2 separate regions of the Mus musculus genome follow, and region 1 is linked to region 2. A link is a contact called in public HiChIP or PLAC-seq data. All regions are on one chromosome and are shown on one strand. Each heading gives the region's core, a stretch centred on a gene start, on an enhancer-like site or on the middle of the called end of the contact. The rest is flanking DNA. Distances are from core to core; before and after follow the strand shown.

What was found. HiChIP or PLAC-seq counts read pairs in DNA pulled down with a chosen protein or histone mark.
Region 1: a contact with region 2 is called in an H3K27ac HiChIP or PLAC-seq map of extraembryonic endoderm stem cells. The contact joins the promoter of Syne3 here to the promoter of Clmn in region 2. A contact is called at or near these places in 3 of 39 promoter capture datasets (cranial neural crest, hippocampal neurons and liver), 2 of 484 Hi-C or Micro-C datasets (embryonic fibroblasts and liver), 1 of 115 datasets of contacts at active chromatin or transcription factors (extraembryonic endoderm stem cells) and 2 of 9 other capture datasets (adipose tissue and pancreatic islet).

Annotation. Positions count from the first base shown.
Region 1 is chr12:104,995,903-105,000,780 of GRCm38.p6, reverse strand. Syne3 (spectrin repeat containing, nuclear envelope family member 3) reads left to right here and starts at 2,104. Exons shown (of 19, transcript NM_001042699.2): 1 at 2,104-2,249; 2 at 3,179-3,310.
Region 2 is chr12:104,861,541-104,866,950 of GRCm38.p6, reverse strand. It overlaps Clmn (calmin), which reads left to right and starts at 1,875. Exons shown (of 14, transcript NM_053155.2): 1 at 1,875-2,081. The coding sequence starts at 2,000.

The sequences.
Region 1 (4,878 bases), core at 855-3,354, 130 kb before region 2:
TTGTCAGGCTTGGTAGTAGGCCCCCTTACCTGCAGAGTCATCTGGCTGGGTCTGTGTCATGAACCCCCACCCCCACCCCAAGAGGCCAGGAGTCATCAGGTTGTTTGGTTACCCCACAGAGCAAAGTACTTCTTACATCATCTCTCTTTCTATGCAAAGGTCGGCTCTGCTTTCTATTTAATCAGTTTCTTTCTCCTCCTCCTGGGCCTGAGGTACAATCTGACAGATCTGGTGGGAATCCTGGTTCTCTCACCTGCAGTATATCTTGGCTGTCTCCTACGGGGCTAACTCACCTGTCCTGGGGGGCTGGCCACACCTTCCCTGACCCCTGAACATCCATCCTCTCAGGGCACCTCTCCCCATTTTCCTGGGTGCTCCCAAATCTGGAGGAGGGTGCTCCCAAGCCTGAAGGAAAGGCCGCAGGTAGCTGAGCATTTTTGCCTCCTCCACCCACTGCACCTGCAGAGAGTTGAGCTGGCACAGCTGCAGGTGACTCTGCCCTCAGCTCAGGTGACAGGATGCAGGCTACATTCCTTAATCACAGCTGTCTTTTTCTCTTATGGAATAGACCTGGGTGTGGGGAGTGTCAAGGTCTCTACAGTGGGACCCAGCACATCACATCCTGACCTGCTGTCTGGTTTCCAGCCTTGATCTTCCTGGTTCTGGATGTAGAACTCAGAACAGGGGTATTACAAGCTCAAGGCATCAGAGCGTAGACAGGGACAACCTTGACTTCCTTGCTCCTCCTGCCTCCACCTCCAAAGTGCTGGGATTACAGGCGTGTGCCGCCACCACATTTGGTATAGGTGGTGCTGGCAATTGAGCCCCGGGCTGTGTGTGTGCTACCCAAGAACTCTCTCTGCTCCCTGACCTACATCCCTGGCCCTTTCTGGTTCTTTGAACAATTCTGTTTATAGGATGTTTTCATGGTCACTTGCGTTGCCAGTAGAATTAGAAGTCTCTGGAAGTGAGGTTGTTTCTTCTGGAAACTCTTAGGCAATCCTGATGGGCAGGGATAGTTGAGAGCCCTGGGTTGGCCTGGGACAGTTGGGGACACTTCTGGGTGGCACTAATGTGTCCTCTTTCTGTTACTTCCTTCACTCTCTATCAAGGTGAAGACTTCTGTGCAAACAGAAGAAGTTCTTGGGTGTGTGTCTGTCCAGCGGGCTAATTTCTTAGGATGTGTAATAGACTCACCATTGATCCTGTTTCCTCATTTGAGGGAAAGATACAAAGTTTCCCTTTAATATAAATGTAAGTCAGGAGTGAATGAAGCAACCATCTGCACTTTTTGTGGTCGGCTCCGGCTTCTTTCATGGCTTTGAGGCAGGCTTGCAGGGCCCCTGGCAACCCTGCCCCATGCTGGGGAGACTGAGCACGTGCAGGTCCGGGCATGTCCTGTGTACACGTGGCTGAAGGGTGGGGCCGACACCCTGAAGGAAACCTCACCTCAGGTGCTGAGGACCCAGGACACTCCAGGGAGCTAGGCTACACTGGAGTGGTTGAGGGTTAACAAAGGAGTTTCCCAGGAGGCTTTACGTCAGCCCTTGGGATTGGCGTGGAGAATTCTTTCAACATGATGTGTTTGCCTCTTCCCCAAAGCATTCTGAGATGCTCTATCTGGTCGTCAAGATCTTTCCCTGGAGCCATTATTGTCCTGTAAATTTGGTGACGATATTACAAGACTTCAGTGCCCACAGGGGCCTGGTACTTTCCCGAAACACAGTAAACTGGTCATTCAGGAGCCCTGAGCTGCAGGGTAGAACCCTGTGGGTTCCCAGGACTGAACATGGTTCATACCTGTAGTCCCTGTGTGTTGGAAGGCTGAGATAGGAGCATCGCCATGAGTTTGAGTCCAGCCACAATGGTCTGAAGCAGGTCTCAGTGCTGTGACTGCTGATTGACTGGGAGCTAGGGTTAGATAACTTATTTGCTCATTTGCTCAGCAAATACCCAGCTCTTTCCGAACAATGCCCTTGCAGGGCCCTGCGGGAGATTACATCCCGTTGATCTGGGAGCTTGCTGACAGGGATTAATTTAATCATCGCCTTTACCCTGGGGTGAGGGCTCTCATATCTCCTTCCTGCTGTGCCTGGCAGTCTTGGAGGACCAGCATTGTTGAGGGGTCCCACAGCTAGGCGTGGCTCCAGACTGAGGGCGTATCTTCACATAGAGTTCCAATTTAGAGACTCCAGCCTACAGACAAACATTTGGGAAGGATCATGTTTTTCTGAGTTTCTTCTGGACAGGTGAGGAAGGTTCCAGAAGGTTCTAAAACCAGGATTGTGGAATGTCCATTTGGAAGAATGTTGTCTTCCAGGTGCTGTGAAGCGAACACTGGAGATAAATCTCTGGCAAGATTTAACCTTGGTGTTTTGTATTTTAAAATTCAGCATCAAATTTCACTTTATAGTATGGTGATTATTAATTTTTTATGTGTTGTTTTATTTGTTTCTAAGTTTTTAAGTCTTGTGTAGCCCTGACTTGATAATGGCTTTTTAACCTAGGCTGGTCTTGAACTTGTGGCAATCCTCCTGCCTCAGCCTCCCAAGTGCTGGGATTTCAGGCATGGGCAGCATGCTCTGCTAGCTTTGGTTTTCTCTGTGTTGTGGAGGTGGGTGTGTCCTCAGGGATGCTGCCTCCTCAGTTGATTGGGTGTTTGCTGGGCAGCGTCACTCTGAAAGTCAAATCAGGCTTGGGAGGAGGCCTCGGGGAGCTCGCAGGAGGCAATGCCTGATCAGAGGCAGCTGTCTTTAGAAGCAGGATGAACTAAGCCAGGGTCTTGTGCATCTGCTAGAGATGGGGACACCCAGGCATTGGTCCCTAGTGAAGGCATCCCTTGTGGTCCCCAGGACAAGCTGCTTGGTTTCTGGCTGCCTCTGAGAGCATACCGCAGGCTGCAGGACTCTGCGAGTGGCTGAGAGAGGAGGGGACGGGCAGACCTCGGGAGGGGAGAGGAAGGTGGAAGTGGTTGGTCAGCTGTTCTCAATTCGCCTCAGACAGAATATTCATCTGAGCTTAGTACTAAAAAAGTGCCCAGCTAACCAGGACCAGTGATCACCCAGATGGTGGACATTACCCCAGGTTAGCCCTGCGGTTCTGACTAGGGATGGGTGTCCCCTTCGGACTTCCATGTTCTAGAAGTCTCCAAGGCCCTGTTCCTCTCTTTGCTAGGCAGGTGGAAGCTTTCTTATCCTGGGGCCAACCCTGCCTGTCTGGAACCCTGTGCTTAATAATTCCTGTCCCTGTGGATGTGTGGGCTGGAGAGTCTTCCTTGTTTCCTCCGTGCTGGAGACAAGCGACCGGGAAGGTAATTCATGCCTTTGCATGTGTTCTCCCACTCCGTGTATGAGCCTTTCCCAGCCACCGCCACTGTTCTTCTTCCTTACTGACCTCTTCCTGAGCAAAGTCCTCTCCCCACAGAATCTCCTCGCACTGACCCTGGCTCAGCCTGCCTCTCTCTCCTGGATCAGCCTCTCTCTCTCTCTCTCTCTCTCTCTCTCTCTCTCTCATTTGCTTGTGCTTCCGTGAGTGAGCTGCGTAGCAAGGAAGCCGTGCAAGTCTGTCTCCACACGATGAGTGAAGCTCTGTTCTAACAGGGGAAGCTGGCTCTTTCATTCTCTCTGAAGGTGTCCTGTGTGCCAGGCACTGCCCTGGGTAGGGGGACTGAGAGATGGGCAGGACTGGAAAAGGTGTGGTTGCATTGGAATTGGCAATCTAGAAGGAACTACAGTTCAGAGGTCTCCTTTTTTTTTTTTTTTTGTCTGCCTGCCTCTCTCTCTCTGTCTCTGTCTGTCTGTCTGTCTGTCTCTCTCTCTCTCTCTCTCTCTGTGTAGGTTGATGACAATCTTGGGTGTGAGACCAAGTCTTTAACTGGCCTGGAGCTTGCCTAGTAGGCTGTCTGCCTACTTGGCTCAGGACCATTCTGTCTCTGCCTCCCCATCAAGTACATCATCAGCATACCCAGCTTTTTAAGTGGGTTTTGGGAATGGTGCTTGTTGTTTTAATTAGGGTTTCTATTGCTGTAGAAAGACACGATGACCATGGCAACTCTTATAAAGGAAAACATTTAATTGGGGGTAGTTGGGGCTGGCTTATAGGTTCAGAGGTTTAGTCCATTCTTATCATGGCGGGGAGTGTGGAGGCACACAGGCAAACATGTTGCTGGAGGAGGAGCCAAGAGTTCCATGTCTGTATCAGGAGGCAGCAGGAAGAGAGACACTGGGCTTGGCTTAAGCATTAAAAACTCCAAAGTCCACCTCCAGTATCACACTTCCTTCAACAAGGCCACACCCACCCTAACAAGGCCCCACCTACTCCAACAAGGCCACCTGTCCTAATCCTTTCAAATAATGAAACTCCCTATGAGCCTACAGGGGGCGTTTTCCTTTAAATTACTACAGAACTTAAGTCTTCACACTTCTGTGGCCAGTCCCTCAATGACTTGGCCACCTCCCTAGCCCTAAGTGTGTGTCCAACCTTTTGACACTACGCTGTTATCATAATGTCACCTACAAATGTTATAGGCCAGTCACAGCTCCTGGGATGGGTGTGGCCTGGCAGCTCAGCAGATACACAGAAACATGACAGCAGGTCATGAGTGCTGCCCGCCCCAGACAGTAAGACGACTCAGCAGTAAGACGACTCAGCCTGAAACACACGGCCACACGGTGTGTTCTCAGGAACCCAGGTAAGGCTGGAAAGAGAGAGCTGACGCTACAAAGTTGTCCTCTGACCTCCACACACACACACACATACTGTGGCACACACATCCCTCCCAAATCATATATGCACATGTGTGCGTACACATAATACATACATACATACACACATACACATATATATGTACATACATACATACACACACATGGTCAGACC
Region 2 (5,410 bases), core at 626-3,125:
TTTTGATTCAAAGAAACATCAGGTTTACAGTTGGTGTTTAATCAGCAGTGACTCAGGCCTCCTTCCCCGTCATTCCCAAGAATAGGCATCACAGATAGCCCGTCCTTTCTGATCATTTTTCAACCACATACTGTTTTGAGTCAAGTTCTCTATTGGCCATCTCACAATGGAGACAACGAAGCTGACTTTCTTAGCACTTGGCTTTGTGAAGGAAATGATTTTCAACCCACAGCAAAGATAGAAATCGAATTCAAGTGGGATGCCTTGTGGAGGAGAGGTGAGACCATGCATGTTAACTGGACCTGGCTCTATAGCGTAACCTTGAATCCAGGCAGGGACAGAGTGGTCTAGTGAGAGCCTCAGACACCCATGATCTGCACTGAGATCATGATCTACTCTGCTGGGTGGATGCCTGGTCCTGGGGGTTGGATTCTGGGGGGTTGGGGAGGTGGGCCTCTCCCTTCCTTTAGTCTCAGCTTCAGGGTCAGGCTTTATGGGACCCTTGCTGATGTTACCTCCACCCTGGCTCCTTGCCCTCAGCTGACAATGTCCCCCTTTCTGAAGATCACTTTGATCTGGGATTGTCATCTCAGCTGGTTATTGGGTTAAACACAAATGACTTAAGGGTCTTCTCATTGCCCCCCCCCCCCCCAGGGCCCGCTTCTCCCAGGAGACATGTCTGTGGCCTTCATCTTTGCTTGCTCATTGCTGGGCTTTCCACAGACATGGCAATGGTCAGCAGGCCTCGGTGAGTCTCCATACTCAGAGAGCTCTGCGCACTTTCTCCCTCTGGGCATTCATCCTACCAATGGCATACTTGGTTTTCTTGTAGGTAGGATCTGAACAGAGAGCAAGACACTGGGACTTGTGTACCCCTAAGTCATTCCTCACTTTAGACAAACTCCCAGATTTTCTGTTGGCTAACCGATAAAGGAGTTGGCTGCAAGTACACAGGCCCTGTGGAGCCCCAAACAAGATAAGCTCCAGAATTCTCAGGTTAAAAGACACAGGGGCCCAGAGTGGGAACCACAAAGGCCTGTTCTGTCTCAGGTATCCCAGGATGACCTTAAACTCATCCAGGTGGCTGTGAATGACCTTGAACTTCTCCTGCTGTCTCCATCTCCAGAGTGCTAGGACCACAGATTATGCAAAGACCCCGTTTATGTTGCGCATGGGATCAAACCCAAGGCTTCCTGCGTGCGAGGCAAGCAGGGAACCACCTGAGCCATTGCCCAGCCTGTCCTTGGGGTTTCGATAAAGCACCAGATTTCTTGTGGCCAAGACCCCAAAGGAACCCATTTCTGGGAGGAGAGCTGTTTCTCCCAACAGCTGGAGAGAACCGGAAGTGGCCTTTACTCTTAAACCAAGAAAGGATCCCCCCTCCCACTCCCGCTGCCCCCAACTCCTGCTCTATAGGAAACTCCATCTCCACATCACTTAGCCCATCACTCACTTTCCATGGTCCTGGGATCAGAGATGGACAGGGTTTAGCTGCCTTTAGCAGGGAGATGATCCAGGCATAGGAGGAGTTCCTACTGCGACTAGAAGGGACAGGATAGGGAAGGGGCAGACATCCTGGACCAGCGCTAGGGGCACCCTGGCTTGCGTCACCAGGCCCACCCCCTCAAGACATCACAATCTATGGGCTGCGACCCCCCTGTGCCTCATCATTGTGCGTTTGCGACCAAACAATCCAACCAACACCCACCCTGCGGGTGGGGGAGGAAAAAAAAGGAAAAAAAAAAAAAAAGGACTGTCCTGAGGCCGGCTCCTCCCGCCCCGCCCCGCCCTCTTCCCTCCCGCCCGGGGCCCCCGCCCCCGCCGGGCAGTGAGCGCGCGCCGGGCGCCCCGCTCCGCCGCCCGCGCCCGCCCGCCAGCCCGTCCGCCCGCGGCGGGGCCGGCCCTTCGCCCGCCCACCAGCCCCGCGCTAGCCGCCCACCTCTCGCTGCCCGCTGCCCGCCGCCCGCCGCCCGCCGCCCCGGCCCGCCGCGCGCGCTCCATGGCTGCTCAGGAGTGGGACTGGTTCCAGCGCGAGGAGCTCATCGGGCAGATCAGCGACATCCGTGTGCAAAACCTGCAAGGTACCGCGGCCCCGGCCTCCCCGGAGGGCCCGTATCCACCAAGCGTGGGCCCGGCTGGTTCCCCCCGTGCGCCCCGGAGCCGGTGTGGCTGGCCTGCGCCGGGTTTGCAGAGCTCAGGGGGTGGGGCGGTGCGTGGGCGTGTGTGTGCACGCGTGTGCGTGTGGGCACGCGCGTGTGTGCACCCCATTCCCAGCAGGGGACCATCACCCCCCTCCTACCGCCTCCGGTAGTTTAGAGAAGTTTGTACGTGGAGTCTTGGGGGGCGGTGGCCCGGGTCAGGGCCAGGAGAAAGTGCCACTGTGTGCTGTGTGCGCACAAGCCAGACTTAAAGCTCTTCCGAAGTAGCTATGGGGCTGGGGACCTGGAGTGGGGCACAGCGTCAGTCCCGAGAGGCTCTGGATGATGGGGGCACGCTGAGGACTCCAGTGAACTGAGTGAGGTTCAGAAGACCTTCTCTACCCAGCCCCACAGACTAGGGAGGGGCTGGAACTAAACCCCCTTGCCTGAGGCGGTTGACAAGATGAAAGAGAAACTCCTGGTGGCCCGTGTGTCAGACTTGGGCTCTGTGGTTCTGCCACCTATGACTATGAAGTATCTTCCAAAAGAAAGTATTGGGTGTGGAAACTTAGCAAACACACACACACACACACACACACACACACACACACAGAGAGAGAGAGAGAGAGAGAGAGAGAGAGAGAGAGAGAGAGAGAGAGCGCTCTTAAGGAAAAGAGACCCACCCCTCCCACTCGCAAAAGGCATTGCTCTCAAGCCCTGTGGGTGGAGTGTGTTTCGAGCCCCCTCTCTCCTATGGGAGCTTTGCAGAATTGGACATAAATCCACTTCCGGCCTCCTCACCCACCTGGCCCCATGCACAGGTGAGGCTGGGTTAAGCCACTTCCCCTACTGACTCGGGGCTGAAGAAGAGTCCAAGGTTGAATTCGCCAGGATCCAACTGGAAGGTCTGGACAGAGGTGGGGCAGGAGGATTGTGGGTGTCCCTTTTGCCAGCAGGGCAGGGAGCCCCTGCGGGGGGTGGGGGGGAAGAGTCTAGATTAAACATTACACCTGAGAGAATGTTTTCTGGGAGCTCACGTGGCCCTCTCCAACTGAGGTTTGGCAAGGACAGTGCAGGTCTGCAGAGGTGACCTGAAAAGGAGCCAGCGGGCGGCTCAGGGAGTGGGCACTGCACTGGCAGCTCTGGATTCTGCTACTGTACAGCTACTGTGATTTGTGTCAAAGGAGGAGGCTCAGAGCTGCAGTGATGGAGAGAGCTTGGGTTTGGTTTGGGGTGGGCAGCATACCATTGCTGAGATGGTATCTGGTTGGGGCTGTCAGATCTGGTGTGTCTCATGTACCTTAGGCAATCACTAGGCATTTTAATGAGCACATACTATCTGCCACAGACAATTATTCTTGTAGGATCAGGTCCCTTGGTAGAGCTCAATTATTGTAAAGGAACAGGCGGCGAAGTGAGGCAGAGAGATGGGACTACACAGCATGATTTGCGACAGTTCTTGAAGGGCTAGAGGGGTGTCTCAGCTCCTCGCTTTGAGGTGACCACACTTTCAGGCAAAATATCAGTTATAATTTGAACAGCAATGGATTCTGTTAGTAAGAGGCCAACTTCAAATCATGTATCTCAAATGTCATATGTATTACATATGTATTACATGTATGACATAGACTGATTTTAAGCGTAAGCTTAGCATGCTTTTAGTTGTGGGTACACCTCAGGTAATTGCTACCTACATAAAGATTCCCAGATCCCTCACCTTCCTTCCCAGTCAGTAACCTCACCCGCCCATCACCAAGGCAACCTTTATTCTGAGCCTGATCCTTATCCTCATCTTTGTTTTTAGTTCATGTAGGTTCAATTTGTCTCTGGACCCCGTTACAGTTGAATGGTGCAGTTCAACGTGTTCTCTTGATGTGGCCCTTTTTGATCAATTTGATGTTAGATTCATCCACACAGTCTTTACTATAGCTATAGTTCCTTTTAACTGCTGAGTACTATTCCACTGAATGGATATACCACCATTCTATTCTCTATTCATCTGAGGAAGGACCTTTGGGTTGTTCACAGCTTGGGCAAAGTCAGCTGTGTCTTGGGGGGGGGGTGAACATTAGTTCTGTGCAGTTGTTGAGTGGGACTTGTCTGATTTGCCTGGTGTGGCTGAGATAAAGCAAGAATGGAGTTCAGGCCAGGGATCTTGTCTTCTATTTCTCTGTTTCTCTGTCTGGACTAGGAAAAGAGATATTCTCTTTTTTGTTCCTGTGGTATTGAGAAGGTCTCAGCCAAAAGTTCAAGTCCGGAAAGCATTCTACATTATTCTCAGAGCATCTGCTGAGCCAGCTGGTGGATGTCAGAGGCCCAGATATTGTCTGGATGAGCAGTTGGGGGCTATACCGGGGCCCTGGCTTGCCTAAGTTTAGGTGGGCTGTGGGTAGGCGTGGCCAGCAGAGCCTGGCTCAGGGTTTGATTTATAAGCCTGTGACTGCTCCGGGTACAGGTGGCCACAGTGTCTTGGTGATCACACTTGGTGGAGGCAGTGGGACTTCAAGGGTCTGCAATCAGAGGGATGGAGGCTCCTGGTACAATTCGCAGGCAGCTCCTACTGTTGGTCTAACAAGGCTGATTGGAGTCTTCTGTTCCTGGCACGAGGTGGTTCTGGGGTCAGCAGTGAAGGCAGGCTGAGGTTAGGCCCTGCAGGCTGCCTTTCAGAGAGCAGCTTGGAGTTAGCTGGTCCTTCCTCCCCAAGTGTTCAGGTGTTTATTAGGAAGCACGTTGTCTCACAATGTCTGTACATTCCACCTCTGCCTCTGTCCCCCTGTCCTGTAGGGTTCTAGAATTCAGGCTGTGATTGTGATATGGAAAATCTTCCCCAGAGGAACACTGGGGTGGAGGGAGGCCAGATACGCTGCGTGAAAAACCCAGCCTCCCTCCGTGGGGGGGCGGGGGCATTCCTCCATTAACTGCCACACAGCAGATGAGGCTGTCAGACAGGAGCCCACGATGGCCATCGAGCAGTTTGTCACCAAGGTTCTGTGGTGCAGCATAGCATCCCTTGGCACAGACTCCCTGTGAAAACTTACAGGGTCCCTTGCAAGGGAGTGAGGGTGGCTCTGGCTGTTGACCTTTTCACAGAGGAGAAAATGACCCTTGGGAGGAAGTTCCAAGCATAGGCTCACTGACCCAGCGTGTCTGCAGAGCCATGGCAGGTGGTATAGAGGTTAGAGGTGGCCAGGCGCCTCCTCCCAGCTGACTGCTGAGTGTCCCGATGACAGTGTTGCTGGTCTCTCCTCTTTGCTCCAGAGTCCAGATGAGGA